Regions from separate parts of the Danio rerio genome. Here region 2 is linked to region 1. A link is a contact called in public Micro-C data. All regions are on one chromosome and are shown on one strand. Each heading gives the region's core, a stretch centred on a gene start, on an enhancer-like site or on the middle of the called end of the contact. The rest is flanking DNA. Distances are from core to core; before and after follow the strand shown. Region 1 holds the start of phc1 (polyhomeotic homolog 1). Region 2 holds the start of prpf31 (PRP31 pre-mRNA processing factor 31 homolog (yeast)).

Evidence for each region. Hi-C and Micro-C count contacts between places; a contact is called where the count stands out from the background.
Region 2: a Micro-C map of caudal fin shows a contact between it and region 1, with 12 times the contacts expected there. The contact joins the promoter of prpf31 here to the promoter of phc1 in region 1. A contact is called at or near these places in 2 of 18 Hi-C or Micro-C datasets (caudal fin and hematopoietic stem cells).

The regions. Positions count from the first base shown.
Region 1 is chr16:35,136,502-35,140,499 of GRCz12tu, reverse strand. It overlaps phc1 (polyhomeotic homolog 1), which reads right to left and starts at 1,861. Exons shown (of 15, transcript NM_205707.1): 1 at 1,720-1,861; 2 at 1,037-1,194; 3 at 799-915. The coding sequence starts at 1,156. LOC108179621 reads left to right here and starts at 3,271. Exons shown (of 2, transcript XM_017351525.4): 1 at 3,271-3,314.
Region 2 is chr16:35,272,908-35,276,948 of GRCz12tu, reverse strand. It overlaps prpf31 (PRP31 pre-mRNA processing factor 31 homolog (yeast)), which reads right to left and starts at 1,688. Exons shown (of 15, transcript NM_200504.2): 1 at 1,584-1,688; 2 at 1,269-1,478; 3 at 1,117-1,177; 4 at 59-142. The coding sequence starts at 1,478. lmtk3 (lemur tyrosine kinase 3) reads right to left here. Exons shown (of 17, transcript XM_073926144.1): 17 at 3,413-4,041.

The DNA of each region.
Region 1 (3,998 bases), core at 612-3,111:
ATAGAATATTGAACATGTTATTTAATGTTTAATTGTTACATTTCTGTACTTGAATACTGTTACACTCCCCATAAAACCATAAAGCACTGTTTATTTAACTTGCTTTTGATATGTTATTTGTATATGCTTATAATTTATTATATTTCATGAAGATGCGCTGCATAGAAAAAGACTTAATCTAAATTATTGAAATCTTGCCAAACAGAGCTATTAAAATTGCAAAAAAAATAAATATTGTGATGTCAGGTCTTTTCAATATCGAAGAGTTTCATCAAATACAATCTTTTTTTTTGATCGGTCTAAAGCAGAGATGCCCAAAGTAGGGTCCGTGGGCCAAAGTTGGCCCATAGTAACCCTTGAGTTGGCTCAACATCCCATTTGAGAATAAGAGGATTGGGGAGAATGCCTTTAATAGAGATTATCATTTCTAATTTGATGTAACCTTTTTTTTGTGTTTGTTTTGTTACCGAGCAACAAAAAAGCAAACTGAAATGAAATGTTTCAATTAAATGTAAATTAATCTGTGTTTTTAAAATGTAAATACTGTCACTCAACAAGTCAGAGCAAATCAAGGCAAAAAACAGTGCAACTCTATTATAAATGAGATTGTTTTAGTTTTTACTGTAATAAGTTCATTATAAAATGTAAAAAATATATACCCTTTTAGTTAATATAAAGCAATGTTTTATATATATTTTTTAAATATTATTAAACAAATTCGGCCCACTAGCCTCAATAAAGTTTGTTTTTGGCCCTTCATAATAAAAGTTTGGGCACCCCTGGTCTAAAGAGTCTCACCTGTTGCACAGCAGCCAGGTTGTGGAGTTGACAGGTTGCGCTGTTGATCTGCTGCTGCAGCATCAGCTGCTGGAAATACTGAGCTGCATTGGGCTGCCTCTGTAAGGCCTGCAGTGCCTATAACATTGAGAAGCACAAACAACTATGTTTCCCTCAATTTAACACACGAATGTTAACAAGTGATTTAAATTACACTTCAATCTGGCTATTAGTTCAGACTGCAGGCTTTCTGACCCACCTGAACAGCTTGCCTTTCATAGAGAGACATTTGAGCTATCTGAGGAGGGCGGGAGTTTCCCCCTGAAGCTGCGCTGCTATTGGTTGAGCTGGAGTTGGTCTGGTCTTCTCCTGCCTCCATGCTCACTGGATGGACGACCAGTCAATCAAACTTTGTAACTGAATACCAGAGAAAAATATGCATAAACAAACGATTTAGAAGAGATTAAACGCTGTTCTCATTCATTAAATGTGAATTAAAACGGCTAGTTATAACAAATACAATCAAACAGTTTGAACACTTTCTGTCAGACAGACTTGTAAACTTGCAGGAGCGCTCTAGTCTGTTCAAATCTGTATATAAAGTAACGTTATATTTCAAAAATAACGCACAGAAATCACGTAGTTTAAATGTAGATATCATCAGTAATGAATAAACAGCGGTTGTGGTTATCTGTCATCTGCGGGTGATGAATGATCGAGGTGTTGCTACATTAGTTCTCTGTAAAATTCACGTATCATTAAGTTACGAAGCATTTGAGACAAAACAGCAGCATGCACGAGGCATAATTTAGCATGTCCATTAGCACAAGAGGTACATTTGGGGGGGAAAACCACCATGTCCGTCCACAGTATCTTATACGCTGCAGCAAAAAATGTTGGCGAACTGACGACTCCCAAAGTGCCAAACAGACATAATTTTACCTCTCTGCGGTCGGCTTCCTACTCTCCTAACGGAAGCAATGCTCTGAAAATGACACCTCGGTGCTGTAGTTTTCGATGTAATGCAGTTCCGCTCTTTACAACTGGTCTTTGCAAGTATTGTTGGAATTCTTCAAACAACGGTGATTGTGATGAGGCTCAAAAAAGCGATGGAAACCCCGCCCCGCCCTCCTATACTGTTTACTATACTTTTTCCGGCGCCAAAAAATGACGTGCCAAATAAAAGTCTGCATCGGTGACTTAAAATTACATAATAAAAGTGTCTATTACTAGAACTTTCTATGTAAAGCTGCTTTGATACAATCTACATTGTAAGTGCTATAGAAATAAATATGAATTGAATTGAGATTTAATACAGACACTATCATGCAGGTGAACTCTTTGGACAACCTCCAATTATTCTGCAAATATTTCCAGAACCCAGCAGATACACATGATTGCCAAAAGTTCTACCATAAACTGTGCAAGATTGGTGCCAACAGGAGAGTAAAGTACACCAAAGGTTTTGAATTTTTAATCAAACATTTTGATTTGGTAAAAAAAAGGTAAAATGTATCTAACTATGACAAAGCTTGAAAAGGTCCTATTTGTTAACATTGGATTGGGACTGTAGTTATTGGGATATGACCACATTAACATTTTAAAGTGTATTAATGTTATTTATCTATGCATTTATTTTCTTTTTGGCTTAGTCCATTTATTAACCAAGAGTCACCACAGCAGAATAAACCACCAACTTATCCAGCAAATGCTTTACGTATAGCGGATTCCCCTTCAGCTGCAACCCATCCCTGGGAAACACTACAGACAATTTAGCTTACCCTATTCACCTATAGAGCATGACTTGTGGGGAAAGGAGCACCCGGAGGAAACTCACATGAACATGGGGAGAACATGCAAACTCCACACAGAAATGCCAACTGACCCAGCCGGGGCTCAAACCAGCGACCTTCTTGCTGTGAGGCGATCGTGCCACCCACTGTGCCACTGTGACATCTTATTTGTTAACAATGGATAATCACTTAAATTATTGGCATATGACCACATAAACTTTTTACAGCATTTATTAATTGTATTTTAATATTTTTTTCTTGTTAGTTTCCAATGCACTAATGTTAATCAAACAAAAATACGTTCTGTTTCACTTTTCCATTTCCAAACACATTACTACTACAGTTTTTCTCTTTTTTTTTTTTTAAATCATGACTGTTACATGTGCATCCATCAAGTTTATATTTCTTTCAACTTACTGACTTGATTTGGCCAAGAAATGTATTGCAACAATAATCCCAGTTTAAAATATTTTACATGGTGCTAATTAGTTTGGTTTTACAACTTCAACATCCAAAAGCCAAGTAATGTTCCTCTTTCAAAGACATTCATGCAAGTCACTGCTGTATGACTCACACTGGCACTGACTATGTGACTCATAAAACCTTTTACATAGCAAGGGCTCATTTACATTCTGGACTGACCTGCTCTTCAGGACGACACTTCATTTGAAAACATAAGTACAGGTATAGTCAAGCCTTCATGAAGTCTCAACATTTGACTGCTCAGATCAGACGGAAACCTCAGTGAGTATTTATTTCCTCCACTACATTATATAGAAAAAAACATAAGTGATTTGTTGACTTTACTTTAAAGAACTGAGTAAACCAATTGCCCTAAAATAAGTAAGATGAACTATGTGGAAAATTAATAAAATTAAGTGAACATAACAACTAGAGGTGTGAACCTATACTGGTCTCACGGTTCGGTTATGATTATCATGCCATCGATTCGGTTCAATTCGATATCTCGGTGCATCACGGTGCATTGACGGTGCTTTCCATATATAGTGTTATATTTTAGGGGGGAGGCTATAACATGCTGTCTGTATAAACACACAGACACACAGCAACACACTGTCTCTCATTCAAACACATTCACAAACATAGACAGCATCAAACATACAAACACACACGCACACACACAAACAAACACACTTAAGCCCTTGCAACAGGGAGAGCTCGCGCTGAGCGGAGCAGAAAAACGGAAAAAAAACGAAAAAAATAAGCACTTTTCCGACGGTCCCTTACAGAGAGCTCCTCTCAGCGCGAGCTCTGACAGCTAAAAGTAAACGCAGACTGCGAGGGCTTGAACGGAGCAGTGCTCGTAATGTCGAGCGAAAAAAAAGAAAGACAGCTGTGAAACATAACCAGCTTTGTCTTTCTGTAGGAAACACACTTTAGATCTTTTAGGGTAAGCGTTTTTTGAGT
Region 2 (4,041 bases), core at 439-2,938, 140 kb before region 1:
GTTACAATTCATATAATGTGAATTTAATACACAGGTATAAAACAAACAGTGAACTCACTAAGCTCGTTGTCTATTTCCACCGTCAGATTGTTGGCGGCAACAATGAGCCTGTACTCTGGGTCTGCTTCAACCGGTCCAGACACTGAAAAAAGAGGAAATACCATGTTAAAAAAAGTTTCACTTGTGCCTAAAACTGTTTAAATTCATTTCTTTGGTTGAACATAAAACCTGTAACCCTTGACTTCCATAGTGTTTGCTTTTAATAAAGATGTTAATGGTTAAAGTTTTCAAATTTATCATCAAAATATTTACATTTTTTGTATTCAACAAAATAAAACAAAACAAAAACCTCATTGAACCATTGAGGGTGAGCAGATTTTAATACCTAATTTCACCATCCCTTTTAAACAACGTTAATTAAAATTAGTATTCTCTATATGTATTAGACATGGTCTTCTACAGTTTAAGGGGCTTCATAGTCTTCACCTATCAAGGAGTAAGCTGGCAAAAATGTATTCAGGGTCAGATTCATCTTGCTCCAGATGTGGTTTGAAGCCAGCAGATCTGAGTTGTATGTTCTGTGGATGACCTAGATTATCTCAATTCTGGACCAATATTTTAGATCATTTTCATCTATGTCACAATGATATGGATCCTGATTCTTTGACTTAATTTTTTAAGTTAAAATAAATGTTCACCAGCACGCTTTACAAAAAAAAAAAAAAAAAGTTACTACTTATCTTCATTGATGTAAAGTTAGTTTTATATTTGCACATTCTGACTCTCACCCTCTTAATGCAATTTCAGGGAAGTATTTTACAAATTCTAAATAGAGAAATCATATCAGGAGCCCATGACTATGAAAATACAACATTGTGCAGTCAAACAGTAGAACTAATGTTGTTTTGAAGTCTGAATATTTAGCCTGAATTGGATTTCAGAAATAATATCCAAAGTAGCGTGACAAACAATGCAGGGACCTTGTCACAAGTAGTTACTTTGTGTTTAAATTATTACGTCATTATAAATAGTCTGTATTAGGCTTTTAAAATCTGCTTTAGTATTTTATTGAACACCAAAGTCTGAATGTGTGAATAAAAACAACCTCAACGTTACCTTCTGAATTCTTGCGTTGATTTCCAACATAGTGACTGATTTTATCCATGATTTCAGCGAACTGCAACATATCAACAAGTCTGCAATAAGTTAGGTTCTAAAAATAGATCTGAAATGAAGCTGTGTGTGAGTTATTGATGTCAGAAACTGACCGGTTTGCTGTGTCGTAGTTTAGCTATGGACGTGACGCTCTCCGTGCTGCTGTAATCCACCTCCATCTCCTCCGGGATGTCCTCCAGTCCTCCATCAACTTGTCTTTCTCCGGGCTCTCCATCACTCTCTCCCTCTTCTCCGCCGGGATACAGCCCGTCCTCTTCTCCTGCCTCCTCCAAATCCGCAAGCAGCTCGTCTGCCAAAGACATCTACGAAGACAGTGAGAAAATAAATCACAACTAGACAATAAACACTGCTGTTTGATAATCGCAATCTTTAAGAAAGTGTTCAAGGTAAAATCAGACCAAACTTACAACTCAACCCGCCTGTTTTCTTCTCACTTTATGGAAAGAACAGAAGCCAACATGCAACGACTTACAAACGCCAAACAACGATCTGCAGTCGCACAGTAAATACGTCACATGTTTCACAGCAAAGGCTTCTGGGAAATGTGTTCAGGAAGATTCGAAATAAAAAAGTCCATGACCTATTTGTTTTTTTTTTGCTCCTTGTACACATTTTGGACATGAAAGAAGTTAAATTTTGAATGATTAACAATAATTTGGATGCATGGATTTGTTTAAGGTATATAGGTTCATTCCACTATGGTGTCGAAGGCAAATGAATTAATAAATGAAGTTTGTAAACTTCATTCTTTCATTCATTCATTTTTCCTTTGACATAGTCCCTTTATTCATCTGAGGGCACCACAGTGGCACCACACCACCAACTTATCCAGCATATGTTTTACGCAGCCGCAACCCAACATCAGGGAACACCCACACACTTTCATTCACACACATACACTACAGCCAAGTTAGGCTACCCAATTCAACTGTGCCGCATGTATTTGGGGGAAACCGTTACCGGAGCACCCAGAGGAAACCCACGCCTACATGGGGAGAACATGTAAACTCCACACAGAAATGCCAACTGACCCAGCCGAGGTGACAGCATTACCCTCTCCGCCATATCGCTCCAATAGTCTCCATCGCTCTAATGAATTATTGTGCTCTAAAACCAGGCCTTTCAGTCTCATTGTCCAACTGTAGATGTGTAATACTTTTATTTTAAAACGAATTTGTATAATATTTGAATAATATTGACATTCACAGTGCACTGTTACTGTTCATCTGCTAGACAAATCAGTTTTTAGATCAATCACAGCCCTACACATGCAAAACTGTGCGGTTATACTTAGTAATTTTGTAAACTGAGTTTAAAAAGTGTGAGTTTAAGAGTTCAATTATTTTTCTAATATTAGTCTAACGTTTCTCTACATTAACACTGATTTGGTCATTTCCACCACAGCTGTCATTTCCATCACCACACATATTTAAAAAAAAAATTTAAGTTCTTATCACACTTTAAAAATGAATTCACAATTTATGAGCTCATGCTCTATTTAATACAAATTCATTTATTTTGTAATAAGCTTTTAATCAAATTAAATTTTAGAGTGTGACAGGTGTACAATTCAGCATTTGGTCCTAAGAGACTCATTTATTTAATTGACAAATGTATAATTATTGTACACATTATGGAAAGATTGGTTAAACTGGATATAAAAAGGATCTCAGACAACTTTTTACTGCCATAATTGATTTCATTTTGAAATAAAAGCTGTATATTGAGATGTGATGGAAATGACGTTTGCTCATTTTATGATGGAAAAAATGTTAAATATAAACAATCTCTCTTCTTATCTAAGTTTGTGCTCTTACACATCTTAAAACTAGACAAATTGTTTAAACTTGAGGCCAGGATTTGTTAATTTTTACTCAACTTCACAAGACTAAAAGTGCCCGTAGTTGAAAAGTTTCCCAAATACACATTACATTACATTGCTGAAAAGCCTGACATCAACCTAAATTCTTTTATTTGGTTATTATATTAATATTTGTGTGTGTGTGTGTGTCTGTAAAAAATAAATAACAGAATAATAAAGATGTTATGAACATAGCATATAAATTGTGAATTAAATTGTGCTTCAAAAAAAAGATTTAATAGATATTTTGATTTTAAATAATATTATAAAAACGTTATAATACAACTAGAACACGTTATTTTAGTAAAATTGTGAAACATGAGCTAAACATACATGCACTATTTTATATATTACAATGCAAGGTGACAACAATGATATTATAAGACAGAACAATTTATTGTCATCAAACAGTTCAATAAATGTTTCACAGTTTTCATGTTATTTTCAGTCCCTCAGCTTCTTACAGAATAATATGAAACCTCTAAATGAAACAAATGCTGAACATGACGTAATGACCTAGAGTCTTCCCTCAGACATTTGCATGAATAATAATAAAAACTAAAAGAAATTAAATAAATAAATAATAAATAAGTCAATTATTCATAATGTGTGCTGATTTATCTCTTTTTTCATGCCAAGCAATAATTACTGCTTTAAAAAGAATAAAGGAAAAGCTAATGTCAAATACATTATTAGAAAATAACACCTGCGGAGAGACACATCATAGGACAACTAGATACAGATCGACATCTACAAAGAGCTAAATTAGAGAAAACATTTCAAAGTGTTTGTATCTATGCAAAGATATATGTTCGTTGAGGCGGTTATTAATCCGATTAAAACAGAAAATGGCATAAATGTAAAATAAAAGAAAGCAAATATACAGTTTACTTCAACATATGAGGTGAATTAAGCTTACAGACAAACTTACATTTAGATAAAAACAAAACAAACAAATGTGGAATAAACAAGTAACAAATAAATAACATTTGCAATAAAAAATA